2 separate regions of the Mus musculus genome follow, and region 2 is linked to region 1. A link is a contact called in public Hi-C data. All regions are on one chromosome and are shown on one strand. Each heading gives the region's core, a stretch centred on a gene start, on an enhancer-like site or on the middle of the called end of the contact. The rest is flanking DNA. Distances are from core to core; before and after follow the strand shown.

Region 1 (6,811 bases), core at 1,146-3,645:
TATTTTGTCCAGTTTGAACCTGTGTAGGTCTCATGTGTGTTGTCTCAGCCTGTGAATTTGTGTGTGTGCCCCCACCCCCACCCCGTGTACCTTGAGATGGCATTTCCTTGAATTTGTCTGTCACCTCTGGATCTCACACTCTTGGACATAGGTCCCTGATAAAGACATCCCATTTGGAATTGAGCACTCCAAAGCCCCTCTGTTGCTGGACATTGTCTAGCTGTGGGGCTCTGTGTTAATTACCATCTACTGCAAAAGGCAGTAGAGCTGAGGGTTGAGAGATGTACTAGTCTGCAGCTACAGCAGTATGCCATTCCAAGTTATCTGTTCATTTAGCAGAATATAGTTATAGGCTATCCCCTAGCCACATACACCCCAAAATATAATAATGGGCCATGGGGGAAAATCAAACTTTTTGTTTGTTTGTTTGCTTGCTTGCTTGCTTGCTTGTTTGAGATAGGACACTACTATATACCCTATCTGGCTGGCTGTAACTCACATTGATCTGTCTGCCTCTGCCTATTGGATGGCATGGTTAAAGGTGAATACTAACACATCCATTTACCTATTCATTTTTAACTATGTGCATGTGAGTACAGTTGCCAGTGGAGGCCAGAAGGGGGCACTATTTCCTCCCTGGAGCTGGAGTTATGGACAATAGAGAACCATCTAATATGGATGTTGGAAACTGAACTGGGGTCCTTTACAAAAACAATACAGCACTCTTAACTGCTGATCCATCTCTCCGGCTTCTCAGCTGAACATTCTTTAAAAAGATGTATTCATTTAATTTATATGAGTATACTGTAGCTGTCTTCAGACATACCAGATTAGGGCATCAGATCCCATCACAGATAGTTGTGAGCCATCGTGTGGTTGCTGGGAATTGAAGTCAGGACCCCTGGAAGAGCAGTCAGTGCTCTTAATTGCTGAGCCATCTCTCCAGCCCTCAGCTGTACATTTTGATGGAGAAAATGTACCTGTATATTTACAATTCTATGTGTGGTCATCAATTTCAGTATCTTCTTGAAGGGGAAAAAAGATGAGGGCAGAAATTATGCTTACTGGGAACTGGAATAATTGGAGAATGATCTGAGAGAAACTACATCTTTTAGATCATCTCATTGTTTCCCCAAGTGCAGTGAACACGCCATTCCTGGCAATGAAGATGATATTTAAGTGCTATACGGATGAATGATTTTAATGATTTTGTGCTTAAATGTATATTAGAAAAGATACCTAACTAGTTCATGTAACTTGAGCCATTTCACAGATATTGTTGCTTAGAGCAATAATCTTTCCTGTAGTGCAGAGATGTTTAAATAAGAAGATTAAGTAAATACCATACCTGTGAGTGGTGTATTGAAACATATGACAAAAAAAAAAAACATTGAGATGGTTCTCAAAGGATTGAAGTTTGAAAATTAATGGGCTAATCTCTTAGAGCTAGAGTTTGAGGAGTTAGAGACTAAGCCGTTACGAGCCGTCAGACAGAGCACGTATCGGAGCGACTGGCTCCCTGAGGCTGTCCATACAGAAGGATAACACTATGCGAGGTTGGAAAACCTGTTGCCTCATTCTTGAAATGAATACACAGTCTGTCTTCAGGAAGAGGTAGGATTCAGAAGCACAAATGTTTCCTTTGTTGATGAATAACACAAAGCTTTCAAGAACATCAACTCCAAAGGGGAAAGTTCTGGATTGTTGCACTGTGGATATTAAGTACTCTGATATGTTTTTCAAAGTTTAGCTACATTTACGAATTTTTAAAAAGCATTTTTAAGTTAGAAACTATGAGTTAAGGCAGGCCGTGTGATGAATGAGGCACTGGGGGGGGGGGGGAGAGCAATAGCACAAGAAGATAGGGCCGTTTGCTATCATCTATCCTTTCATTGGCTGGAATGGAATTCCAACATGGCTGACATAGTGTCTGGTTAAGGGGTTGCAAATAATCAGAAGTGAAGTTTTACAGGAAGTCACTGCTTGCAGTGGGTGGTTCGGGTTAAAATTAATAAATCACACAAGACGTTTTCATTTTTAAGTTTTATTTTTATCAAAACAAAATAATTTAACCATAGAAAGAAGTGGGGGATATTCACTACCCAAGAAGCCACATGTTTCCCCACCATAAGCAAGGAATTGTCTGTGTACAGAAACAAGCAAGCCACTCTCCCGTGCTCCCAGCAGCCAGACCTGACTTCTTCCTGACTCCTCTTCTCCCCACGGTGACTCCGTATGCTCACATGGTCGCATGTCCCTTCAGACCAAATTGTGCATTTGCCACATGAATAAAAAGTGTAGAGAATATGCACACAAGGGTTGAAATTTAGCACTCAACACTGTTCTACATCCTGATACCTGTGTGTAATGAGTTTTGAAAGAGATGGGGAAATACAGTGTTTCAAAAGCCAATGCTTCTTGAACTGGCGACTAATTGGAGTAAGACTCCTTGTTACAGTTGTAGGAATTTGATAGTCACCAGCCAGATGGGTCACTTCCTCCCTCAGCCAGGAAGTTGAGCAGCCCCACATCCCATAACTGTAAGAATCTGCTGCACAAGGTAAATTTTGTGCAAAATGCAAATTTCTGTGCTGAGGGAGAAATGAATAATGAGTTCACTCTAAGTAATGGATGTGAACGCCAGGAAAGAGTTTGCCGTGAGACTGAGAGTCCTTTATCTTTCATGTTGAGGACAGTGGTCACACCCCACTGGTTCGAGACTAAGACTTCAGATCCCAGTTTCAGAAGGCAATATGTCGGAAAGGGAAGTTCCAGTCAGTCCTAAGTCACTCCCCACGTTGTCAGATATGCTTTCATTAGAATCCAGAGGGTCCGTCTGTTTATCTCTCCTCCCTGTCCCCCTCCGCCCCCTCCCTTACTCCTCCCCTTTTCAGTCTTTTCCTTTCGCTCCCCCTACCTGTCTCTCCCCCATCTCTCTTTTTCTCCCTCTTCTACATCTCTCCCCTTCCACCACCCTGCAAATAAACCACAAGTTGAGAGCTGTGCACCATTGATCTTGGGACTTAGCTTCCTCTGAGATGCCAAGCTTAGTCCTAAGGGAGGGAAAAGCAGTTCCCATGGTGGCACCTCACAGCAAGGAGGGCCGGGCCAGCCACCAAAACTCACAAAGCTTTAAGAGTTGGCCAAGTAGAGAGCTGAGACCTATTCCTATATGCATCTCAAAAAGCGGCCAGGCACAGCAGTTCAGGAGGACTGTCAGTGGCCAGCATCAGACACTATGAGCAGCGGCACTTGCGTGGCAAAGAATCCCAGGTCCTCTTTCTCTCAGTCCATGCTGGCAGCCCTGCAGCTCATCTCCATGGGGTAAGTGGAGGCACTGATTACTCAAGACTCCTGCATGAAGATGCATAAGAATAACAGCACTGGCGAGCAGTGGGCTGGCCTTGTCCTAACATGCTTCTTACGTGTGGTGTTGGGAACTGAATCCCGAGCATCACACATGACAGCCAAGCACTAGATCACTGAGCCACATCCCCAGCACCAAAAAATAGACATGTATTTTCTGATCCATCGTGTGATATACACTTGTAGTATTATCAAATTGCAGCAACAAATAGACTGGTAGGTACTAGAATTTTATTTTAATAACCCAACCTGAGTTTGGGGGTTTATGGGTAAAAGTTTTCTTACAATTTTCTTATAATTGTATTTTGCCTTAAGAAAATTAGATTTATAAAAATCAGTGACTATTTGGTGCATTATCAAAAGGACTCCCCATTAAAACCAAACTAAACCAAACCATGTGTGTGTGTATGTATGTATGTATATGTATATATATGTATATATACATATATATATACATATAACTTTAGGATGTTTTTCAGTAGCTAGTTCCTCCCAAGGTCATTTAAAATAATTGTTTGCTTTTTCAAAAATTCTACTGAAATACAGGGTTTATAAATCCATGTTGATTTAAATTAAATGACCCCCCCTGGGAAGACTGGCACTAAGTGATCAGGTGAACCAGTGGGTCTGGCAAGTTTTCTAGCTTTGTAAGAGACAGGGGGGGGGGGGGGTTACCAAGATCGAATCGCTCGATATTCTGCTATATCAGATCCAGCCTTGGGGGGCAGCAGCTAGCTATGGAGGCTCAGAAGAAGCAGAGCTCCCAGCATGCTTTTTGGAGCTATGATTATGACGTGGGCCTGGTGACCCTCTTGGACTTCATTGTCCCCTGGAAATAAGGATCTAGGACAATGGTTTTCAACCTCCCTAATGATGCAACCCTTTAATATGGTTTCTTGTGTTGTGATGACCTCTGACCATAAAATTATTTTCGTTGCTCCCTCATTACTATAACTCTGATGCTGTTATGAATCATACTGTAAATACCTGTGCCTTCCAACAGTCTTAGGCGACCCCTTTGAAGGGATCATTTGACTCCCACCGGGATCATGACCCACAGGGCTGAGAACCACTGATCTAGACAGTGGTCCTGCCCTGCTGCCCTATACCTCCTGAGACAGAGGAGCCAGCTTCACCTACATACATGATTTCTTCCACTCAGTGTTATGCCTTTTTGTTATATTAGTTCTGATGTATAAGGTGGGTGACTACAACCCCAAATCAGGGATTCCAGGGGGGTGCATAAGACGACCCTTTCCTCAGCTCACATACTGCATGGCAGGAGTAGCCTAACAATATTTGTACATCAGCTCCCTAGCGTGTTCTTCAGCATCTTCCATGACAACTCAAGAGCAATGTTTTCTGTGGGGGAGACACTTCTAAACTATGAAGACACAGATGTAAAGGAGCCCAAGTTTCTCTATCAGCCACTCCCACCAGGATCCAGCCCCTCAGAGGCACTCAGCTCCTCTGTCCAGGTCTCAGCTTCATTCATGTCTATGCACAGGGACCAAGATCTCCCAGCCAAAGACCCAGTCAACGGGGCTCGCTACCTCCACTGCCTTCCTCAGGTACAGGTCATCCAAAGGGCAGCCAATCACACGTCCATCACTCTCCTTCTGGTCTGACCCCACCCCCTCCAGACACATATATACCAGAGGACTACCTAGTCTGGTCTCAGTAAGAGAAGATTCACCAAAACCTTGAAAGTCTTGAGGCCCCAGGGAATGAGGAGACCTGAGATGGGGGGGGGGCGGGGGGGGAGGGTCTGGGAAGTGGAAACATCCGCTTGGAGATAGCAGGAAGAATGGGATGAGGAACTGTCTAAGGGCAGACCCGAGGGGGATAACGACTGGACTATTAAAAAAAAATTAAGTAATTTTTTTTTTTTAAAGAAGCATAGAGAGGTGGTGGTTAGCACTTTCCTGCTCCTCTGTGCTTGTCGGCTGGGATTTGATCGGTGAGATATTTCTGAACACGTGTGATGACCGCAGACATACGCTAAATAACGAGAGGCTGCTCTTTCTTGCATTGAAATCCTCTTTAAATAGCAGCAAAACAGGAAAGGTCACATGAAAAATATTTGAAACTGGACCATACTTCTTCACAGATAAGGCCTTTTGAAAGTATGTTTGCGCGCGCGTGTGAGGCAGGTGCTTCTCATGGCTGCCTGGCCTGGGAGCAGGGAGCACGAGGTGTCACGTGAACATCACTACCACGGCGTTAAGCCAGCAGTTCGGCTAGAAATCACAAAGTGTACAAAGTCGCCACGGCAAGTAGAAAATCGTAAAGGACTGAGCAGTGTAAACTTCTGGAAGTTTCCCCCTCCCATTTAAGGGGAAGGAGAGGACGGCTGGGAACCTGAGGCCTGCATAGTGGGCGGGCAGACCTTGCCTCCGCCCATTCGCTTGGAATGCTGGGGGATTTGATCTGTGCTGTTCTGAGATTCACAATACAAAGGCTGATTTAATCTGACAGCGAAGTAACACTAAGCCCGCAAAATAAAATTACCAAGATGTAAAACAGCGTCAAAACTCCAATTAGTTTTCTGCCCTGGAAGCTTCTGAAGGAAGTCGGAACGGCTCCATCACGAGGCGCAGGCATCATCAGCTCAGGTCGCACAGATTACTACAATGTAGCCCTCTAGCTGAAATCACTTACAGCCCAATATGACAAAAAGAATCAGAGGAAAATAAGTTAATTTCCCCTCAAAAATAAAAATGACTCATTACAGTGACTATTTTACTAACTTAATGCAATGTTCCTTTGCAAGACCTAAAAAATAGAAAAGAAAAAAAAAATCCCAAGGCTTTGAGGCGGCAGGAAGGGGGGTATATTCTCACAGAAAAGGCACCAAGTACAAGGGACACACATGCTTGTGTTACTGGACCAAAAACAAGTATTTGTGCAACGTATTAAATGGCCTTAGGCATTGTGATGTATATTTACAGTCTTCATTAGGAAGATGGATGGCCCTGACCAGTTTTTGAATGCATCTGGAGTTAGTCTCCAAACTACATGGAGCCATCTTGGTGCCCAGTTCAAACCCCATGCTTCTTTCTTAAGCTACCCCAATGACCCCAGGTGCGTTTGCCACTCTTAACTTAGTGGCAGTGATGTCAGATGTGTTGACCCAATGGGGTCTCAATGGTCAGGAACAAAGTCCCATATGGCTCTTCTGATTAGTGTCATCTTACTGGGCGAGGCAAAGGGGATCACAGCATCAAGTTGGAGCTGTGTACTCAGAGTCTCTTGCAATGGCCCTTCCTGACCATTCTGACTCTTCCAGATGAATGAAGAAGGCTCCAGGGAGTGGGGGTAGGTTTGGTGGGCAGGGGAAGGGAGAGGTAGGGTGTAGTGGGCAGGGTAGAAGAGTCCAAGGTCTGTCTAAGAGAAGCTAAAGAAAGGTATGGCTGGATCTGGGCACGGTGTTGGTTAGAGTTGG
Region 2 (6,822 bases), core at 2,138-4,637, 140 kb before region 1:
CCTGGGAGGGTGGGGAGGGTCTGTGGGGACCCTACCCGACCCAGGCTGAGACCCCTTCCCCAACCTGTCAGTCCTGGTGACTGCCCAGTGTTCTTGGGGGTACTGAACTGAGTGAATCTGAGCCTAGGTGCATTGCAGTGGAAGGGAGATGGGCGGTGGGAGAGTCCCCGTTCCCTTTGCGCAGTGGCATCTAGCATGGAGGGATCCTTAGGGTACCATGACCCTGTGGGTCTGCTTGGTACAGACCAGTTCCCCCCCCCTTAACCCCCCCCCAAGTCCAGAACTGTGAGGGGGTATGTAGCCAGGGCCCCAAAGAGATGTGCTACAGTCTCCTTGTGCTAGGAAGGTCACTGCTTACCGTGTACTGTAGCACAGGCTTTGGGCCTGGACAATGACGCAGTATATTTTTCAGCTGGAAAGAAAAAGATGTGCGTGAGAAAGAGACATGAAAATACACATAGACTCTGTGTGTGTGTGTGTGTTTGTGTGTGTCAGGGTGGGAGTGGGGTATAGAAAACCTATGTACCTGTTAGGAAACCAGGAGAGACCCAAGCCCCCTTCCCCTCCTTCTGAAGGCTCAGAACTGGGATTTTTAGGCTTCTAGTCCCAGCTAAGGGTTAAAGGAGCTTTCACTGCTCCTGCCCGCCCTCAACTGCCAGTGGCAGGGGGCAATAAACCATAATTTTTTTCACCAGAGGGAGAGAGTGACAAGGAAAAAGAAAGATTAATTTTCTTCAAGGACACACACACACACACACACACACGCACACACACACACACACACACACACACACACACACACACACACACGTACGTTTTCTTATGTGCAGGGAGAGACAAACCAACACATTTCACGTATCTTTGTGCATACATAAAGTGCTGGAGCCGAGGACGAGTGTGTACGTGTGTTTTTCCAAGTTGGTGTGTGTTTCTTGGCTGCAGTAGAGGAAATGTTCCCAAGAGGACATTTTCTGTCTAGATAGACACACGCGCGTGCACGCGCACACACACACACACAATGCATTCTTCGTCACTTTCTCCGGAAGTGTGCAATTAAAGAGAGGGCAGGGGGTCGATAGAGACCTGAGTGGTGTGTGTGTGTGTGTGTGTGTGTGTGTGTGTGTGTGTGTGTGACAAGAGAGACAACGGAGAAACAGAACGGTGAACATTTTTTTCCCCTCATTTAGAAAACATTACCTTTCTGGTTTCTTGTTTGTTTTTTGTTTATTTTTTCAGCTAGTGGGAGACAGATTCGGAATGATATGTTTTGGTTAAAAACACACATGAGCACATATACCAGATTTGTGTGCTCACAGCTCATGTGTGTTATTTGGGGAAAGGGGAGGTATTTTGTCCCAGTGATGAAAGCTTTAGAGGGAGATTTTTCTGAGGTAGGTTAAAAAAAAAAAGACAACAACCACAAAATCTGTTCTGCCTGGGAAGACACTGTGTGTCTGTGTGCTGGGAATTACAAAGTACAGTTCTTCTAGTGGGGTCTACACAACAATGAGGGCACAGACTGACTCCCCAGGTGCAGACATGTGTGTGAATAGGTTGAGGCCGTGTGTACTGCATCTGCCTGGGCTCTGTGCAGATTTTCCTATACGGACAAGAGTGCTTGTTTTTCTGCCTGCAGGAAGAGGGGGTCTGACACATGGCGGTGTGGGTACGCGCTCCCTGGTGCACACTCCTCAACTGTGGAGGGGGGTGTGGGAAAACAGGCTTTCTTTTTTCTCAAGGGGAGGGGCGGTCTGTTCTGCATGGTGATTTTTAAAAAGTGAATTTCTGAGTGAAAATGGGAATTTTTGTTTTGGGGCCTGAGATGAATATCTTTTAAATCTCTGCAAGCCGAGATACAAGACACAATCTCTGTTTGTTCTCCAGGTGGCACAATCAGAGATCGATTACATGTCTGCCTTGTGTGTGCTCACATGTATGTTGGGTATTTTTCCTTTCTTGAAAAATAATGTATTTTCTATATTCAGGGAGTAAGCTCAGCATAGAGTTTTTTGTTTTTTTTTTTGTTTTTTTTTTTTTTTTTTAAATCACAACCACAAGCTCAGGCACAATTCTCCCTCCCTTCCCTGTCATTTGTGTATGTGAGTGTGTGTGTGTGTGTGTGTGTGTGTGTGTGTGTGTGAGAGAGAGAGAGAGAGAGAGAGAGAGAGAGAGAGAGAGAGAGATTTTTGCCCCATGGCCAACCTCCAGAGAGGGGCTTTTATGAAAGACAAAGGGAAATATTTTTGCATGGAGACACACATTCTTCCGTGATGCAAAACCCTGAGCCCCATCACCCCGCTACCCCTGCCTGTCTCACAAGAAGCTTTACTTCCTTGAGTGTGTGAGAGACAGAGAGATGAAGACACAGAGAGACCTAGAGACAGTAAAGATTTTCTGCCTAGGAAAAAAACGGTGTTTGGTTTGCAAACGAGCAAGACCACCAAGGAACAATCCTCCACCTGCATGCACACACACACACACACACACACACACACACACACACGCGCGCGCGCGCACACACACAGTTGCCAGGTGTGGGAAGGGAGGGAGGTGGGGACTGCCTCTGGAAAGCCCTGCTCTGTGTGAGGGTGGCCTGCTTCTCCCAGCAAGGAAGGGCTCCAGCCAAAGCCGTTCAGGAGGGAGAGGTCGTTTCTGCAAACACTCCCAGAGATTCTTAGGAGCTGAGAATTAAAAGAGGCTCCATTTTTAATTGGCCACACTTGGTGGGCAGGGGGACATTTCTCTCTGAGCGTTTGTGAATGTGCATGGTGCATATCTGTGAGCACAGGGGGGGAAGGTGGGGGGAGACACACACAAGCATGCTGTTCTTGCTGTAAGCCTGGCAGGCTGACGGCCTCCGTGTGTGCCAGTGGTTTATTCTGCCTCACGACAGAGGGCTTCAGACATGTTCAGACTGTGGGGCCATTTTCTGCCTGGATAGATCCAGCAACTCCAGAGACAGATGTTGGCTGTTAAGTGTGCTGGGTTAGAGAGATAGATAGTTTGTGAGTGTGGGTGGTTTTCACCCTGGAAAAACACGTCTCATGCGTGTGAGAGGACAGAGACAAATGGATAGTTTCTGCTTGTGTCCATGAGCAAAACACACACACACACACACAGAGTCTCTTGACATACATACACACACACACACACACACACTCACACAGTCTCTTGACATACATACACACACACATACACACATACACACACACACACACACAGTCTCTTGACATACATACACACACACTGCCATGAGGGGCGGTGGGGTAGGGGGTGATCAGGCTTTTCTCTGGTGTGGGGAGAATGTTGACAGGACCTCAACAGACGTCCCTGAGAGACAGGTTGCTTTTCAGTTGCAAACATAAAATTTTCCATGAGCTGAGATGTGGCCTTTTGGGCAATGAAGCCGAGAGACTTGGGCATGCTCATGAGTGTGTCTGCTCATCTGTCATCTGACCTGACTCAAGTGTCCTGTCGAAGACAGGAAGAACTGTCATCTTGAACACACATACACATGCACACACACTCTCACATTCACACACCACACACACAAATACACACATACATACACTCTCACATACACACATACACACCACACTCACACACACACACACACACACACACACACACACACACTAATTTTCTATAACAGAGAAGCACTTCCAGGGCTTGATAGGGGGCTCACAGGGGGTGGAGGGCCATTAAGTAATATTCCTGCCTCTCTGCTATGACCGTGTGTGTGTGTGTGTGTGTGTGTGTGTGTGTGTGTATTTACTTTATTTTTTTCACCTTGGCTGAACAGTAATGGGATATCAGGAAGGCAGACTCAAGCATACCCTTTCCCCCTAAACACTTACAACACACATCTTCTGAGTGTGGGGGCGAGTGGCCTATGTCCTGACTCCGGACACAGGAAAGACCTGTGGCTTTACAGACTGAGGCTCCTGTCTGTACCTGGGTAAAGAGGAAGCCTCTTTCTGAGTGTACGTGCTGGCTTGTGTTTTTGAGACCAACTCTTCTGAGGACTGAAGTACATATAGTTTTCCTGTGCTCTGGAGACACAAACAACTCGGGTCAGAGGGTCTCTAGCCCGGCACAGCTGAGTGAGATGGTGCTGGGTCACCCTCCGAGGAGAGAGGACGGAGACCAAAGCCAGCCCCGTCGCTAAGGGGACCCAAAACAACAACTGATTTCAGGGGTCTATCCTGCAGAGCAGTGGCTCTCAACCTTGCTAATGCTGCCACCCTTTAACGCAGTTCCTCCTGTTGTGGTGATTGCCAACCATAAGATTATTTTTGTTGCTACTTCGTAACTGTGATTTTTACTACTGTTATGAATTGTAGTGTAAATCTATGATATGTTGTGACCCACGAATTGAAAACCACTGCTGTAGAGACAGGAGCAAGGCTTGTCCACTGGCAAGTCTGAGATGGGGAGGCTGACTTGTTGATGCCTGTAAGAATTAGGAGCGGGGGAAACAAAGAGTGAGGGACAGTGGAAAAAAAGACAGAGACACAGAAATAGGCAGAGACAAAGACAGAAAGAGAGAGACAGACATACAGAGACACAGAGACTGGCAGAGACAAAGACAAAGAGACAGAGAGATGGAGACAAAGACAGAGAAACCCACAGAGATAAGAAACAGAGATACACAGAGACAGAGACACACAGAGACAGGGAGATGAAGAAAGACAAAGAGAGTCAGAAAGGGGCAGAAACAGAGAGAGAGAGCAGAAATACGAATAGCTGCTGTGACTGGTGAGATGGTTCAGTGGGTAGAAGCTATTGCCACCCAAACCTGAGTTTGAGTTTTGTAACCCCTGTAAAGGAAGAAGGAAAGAATCAACTGCGCACAGTTCCTCTGACCTCCTCATGTGTACCATGGCATCCACACCTCAAATAATAATAATGATGATGATGATAATAATAATAATATGATTTTTTAAAGTTTTTAAGGATACTTGCTTTCCTGGGTCCTTTGATGGGGCATGGCTACTCAAGGGTTGTCTGTAAGTCAGAGGATCCGTTGTCTGGTAAGTAAGTCCTGGTGGGGACAGCTCTTGCTTCATTTACAGTCCAGGATCCCAGCTAGGGAATGGCATCACCCACAGTGGGCAGGTCTTCCTTAGCCAATTATCTCAATCAAGAGAATCCCCCACAGACATTCCTGGAGTCCCACATTTCCTGTGACTCTAAATTCTGTCAATTTGACAGCTAACATTAACTGTGCTGGTTTGAATATGCTTGGTCCAGGGAGTGGCACTATTAGGAGGTGTGGCCCTGTTAGAGTGGGTGTGACCTTGTTAGAGTAGGTGTGGCCTTGTTGGAGGAACTGTGTCACTATTGAGGTAGGTTTTGAGACCCTCTTCCTAGCTTCCTGGAATACAGTAGTCTTCTGTTTGCCTTCGTAACAAGCTGTAGAACTTTCAGCTCCTCCAGCACCATGTCTGCCTGGAAGCTGACATGCTTCCCACCATGATGATAATGGACTGAACCTTTGAACCTGCAAGCCAGCCCCAATTAAATGTTTGCCTTTATAAGAGTTGCCTTGGTTATGGTATCTCTTCACAGCAATGGAAACCCTAGCTAGGACACTAACCAACTAACTAACTCTTCTGGAAGAGATCATTTCTCCATATAAAAGTAACATCAAGAATAGAATACTTGCCGGGCATAGTGGCGCACGCCTTTAATCCCAGCACTCAGGAGGCAGAGGTAGGCGGAGTTTGAGGCCAGCCTGGTCTACAAAGTGAGCTCCAGGACAGCCAGAGCTATACAGAGAAACTCTGTCTCAAAAAACCAAAAAAAAAAAAAAAATAGAATACTTATGTTAAGAATGTGACCCTTGGAGCTGTAGCAGCCATCTTGAGGCTATGGGGATAGCGATACACAAGGGTGGGATGAATGTGAAGTTGGGCTTTACCTCTTGTATGTGACTCACCAGCCCCTTCTGTTGGAGTTGCTTAGAGCTGGCTACTTCATAGACTCTCAGTGGGCATATCAGTCACATGTTATCATGACCTCCCACTGCAGGTGGGTTGGTGTTTTGAACCAAGCAACAAGTTGGTGACAAAATTGCCACCCGGGTACACTTTAGAGTCTTACCTCTTGTTCCTCAGAATCTAAATGCTTGGAAGAGCTTCGAACAAAGCCCATCCCTGTGGGTGTGGGATCTCAGCTGCGGACACTTGCTCCATGCATCTGTGGCAGTGATGACTCTGATGGGTCCTTTGGTGGCTAAGGTGATTTTTTTTCACAGCAACTGGTTCTTCTGAGCCTTAAGCCATGACTACTCATTTCATAGCAGTAGAAAAAGGCTTCAAAGGCATCATCGAGCTACCTACAGGTATACACATGCTACTGGTCAAGTTCAAGTTCAAATCTGTCTTACCTTATAGCCAGTTTCAACATGGCTACTTGAGGTGCCCTTTAGAAACCTACATGTCTCTATCTTCCATCAACAGTGGTCACCAGGACAGGGAAGGGGTCAGCAGCCATTGGCAGATGCAGTCATTGCAGGGGTGAATGGGGGTGAGTTGGTCCTGAGAAGAAGAAACTGGGGTCAGAGTGGCCTGAAAACAAAGGGAATGACCCTGGAACCCTCACATTGGATGTCTGCAAAGTGTTGGCTCCACAGAGGATCACATATACAAGCACTTCCTGTTTCACCCTGTGGACAGCTCTGGGCAGATGACAGCTTGTGATTGGCCCTGGGGTCCCAATTGCCCACAGGAATATTGAAGTTGAGTACTACCTGTTCCTGGCTGAAGCCTGTACCCTGCATTCCACATCCCCTAAGCCTCTTGTGGTGCTCCACAGTCC

Evidence for each region. A called contact is a pair of places that touch in the nucleus more often than the background predicts.
Region 2: a contact with region 1 is called in a Hi-C map of the HPC-7 cell line, with 3 times the contacts expected there. The contact joins two enhancer-like sites. A contact is called at or near these places in 3 of 484 Hi-C or Micro-C datasets (the HPC-7 cell line, pre-B cells and primordial germ cells) and 3 of 115 datasets of contacts at active chromatin or transcription factors (a beta-TC-6 cell line, bone marrow-derived dendritic cells and embryonic stem cells).

The regions. Positions count from the first base shown.
Region 1 is chr2:174,706,050-174,712,860 of GRCm38.p6, reverse strand. It overlaps Zfp831 (zinc finger protein 831), which reads right to left. Exons shown (of 5, transcript NM_001099328.1): 5 at 2,029-6,811. Among named protein-coding and RNA genes, the nearest start is that of Edn3, 51 kb to the left of the region's middle. Within about 2 kb of position 2,395, at least 8 of the 459 cell types and tissues checked have an H3K27ac peak or open chromatin away from gene starts, as enhancers often do. A contact at or near this core is called in the HPC-7 cell line, where this site is marked.
Region 2 is chr2:174,845,211-174,852,032 of GRCm38.p6, reverse strand. All of the region lies in intron 1 of LOC115489499 (a long non-coding RNA gene), which reads left to right. Among named protein-coding and RNA genes, the nearest start is that of Gm14616, 7.3 kb to the left of the region's middle. Within about 2 kb of position 3,387, at least 23 of the 459 cell types and tissues checked have an H3K27ac peak or open chromatin away from gene starts, as enhancers often do. A contact at or near this core is called in the HPC-7 cell line, where this site is marked.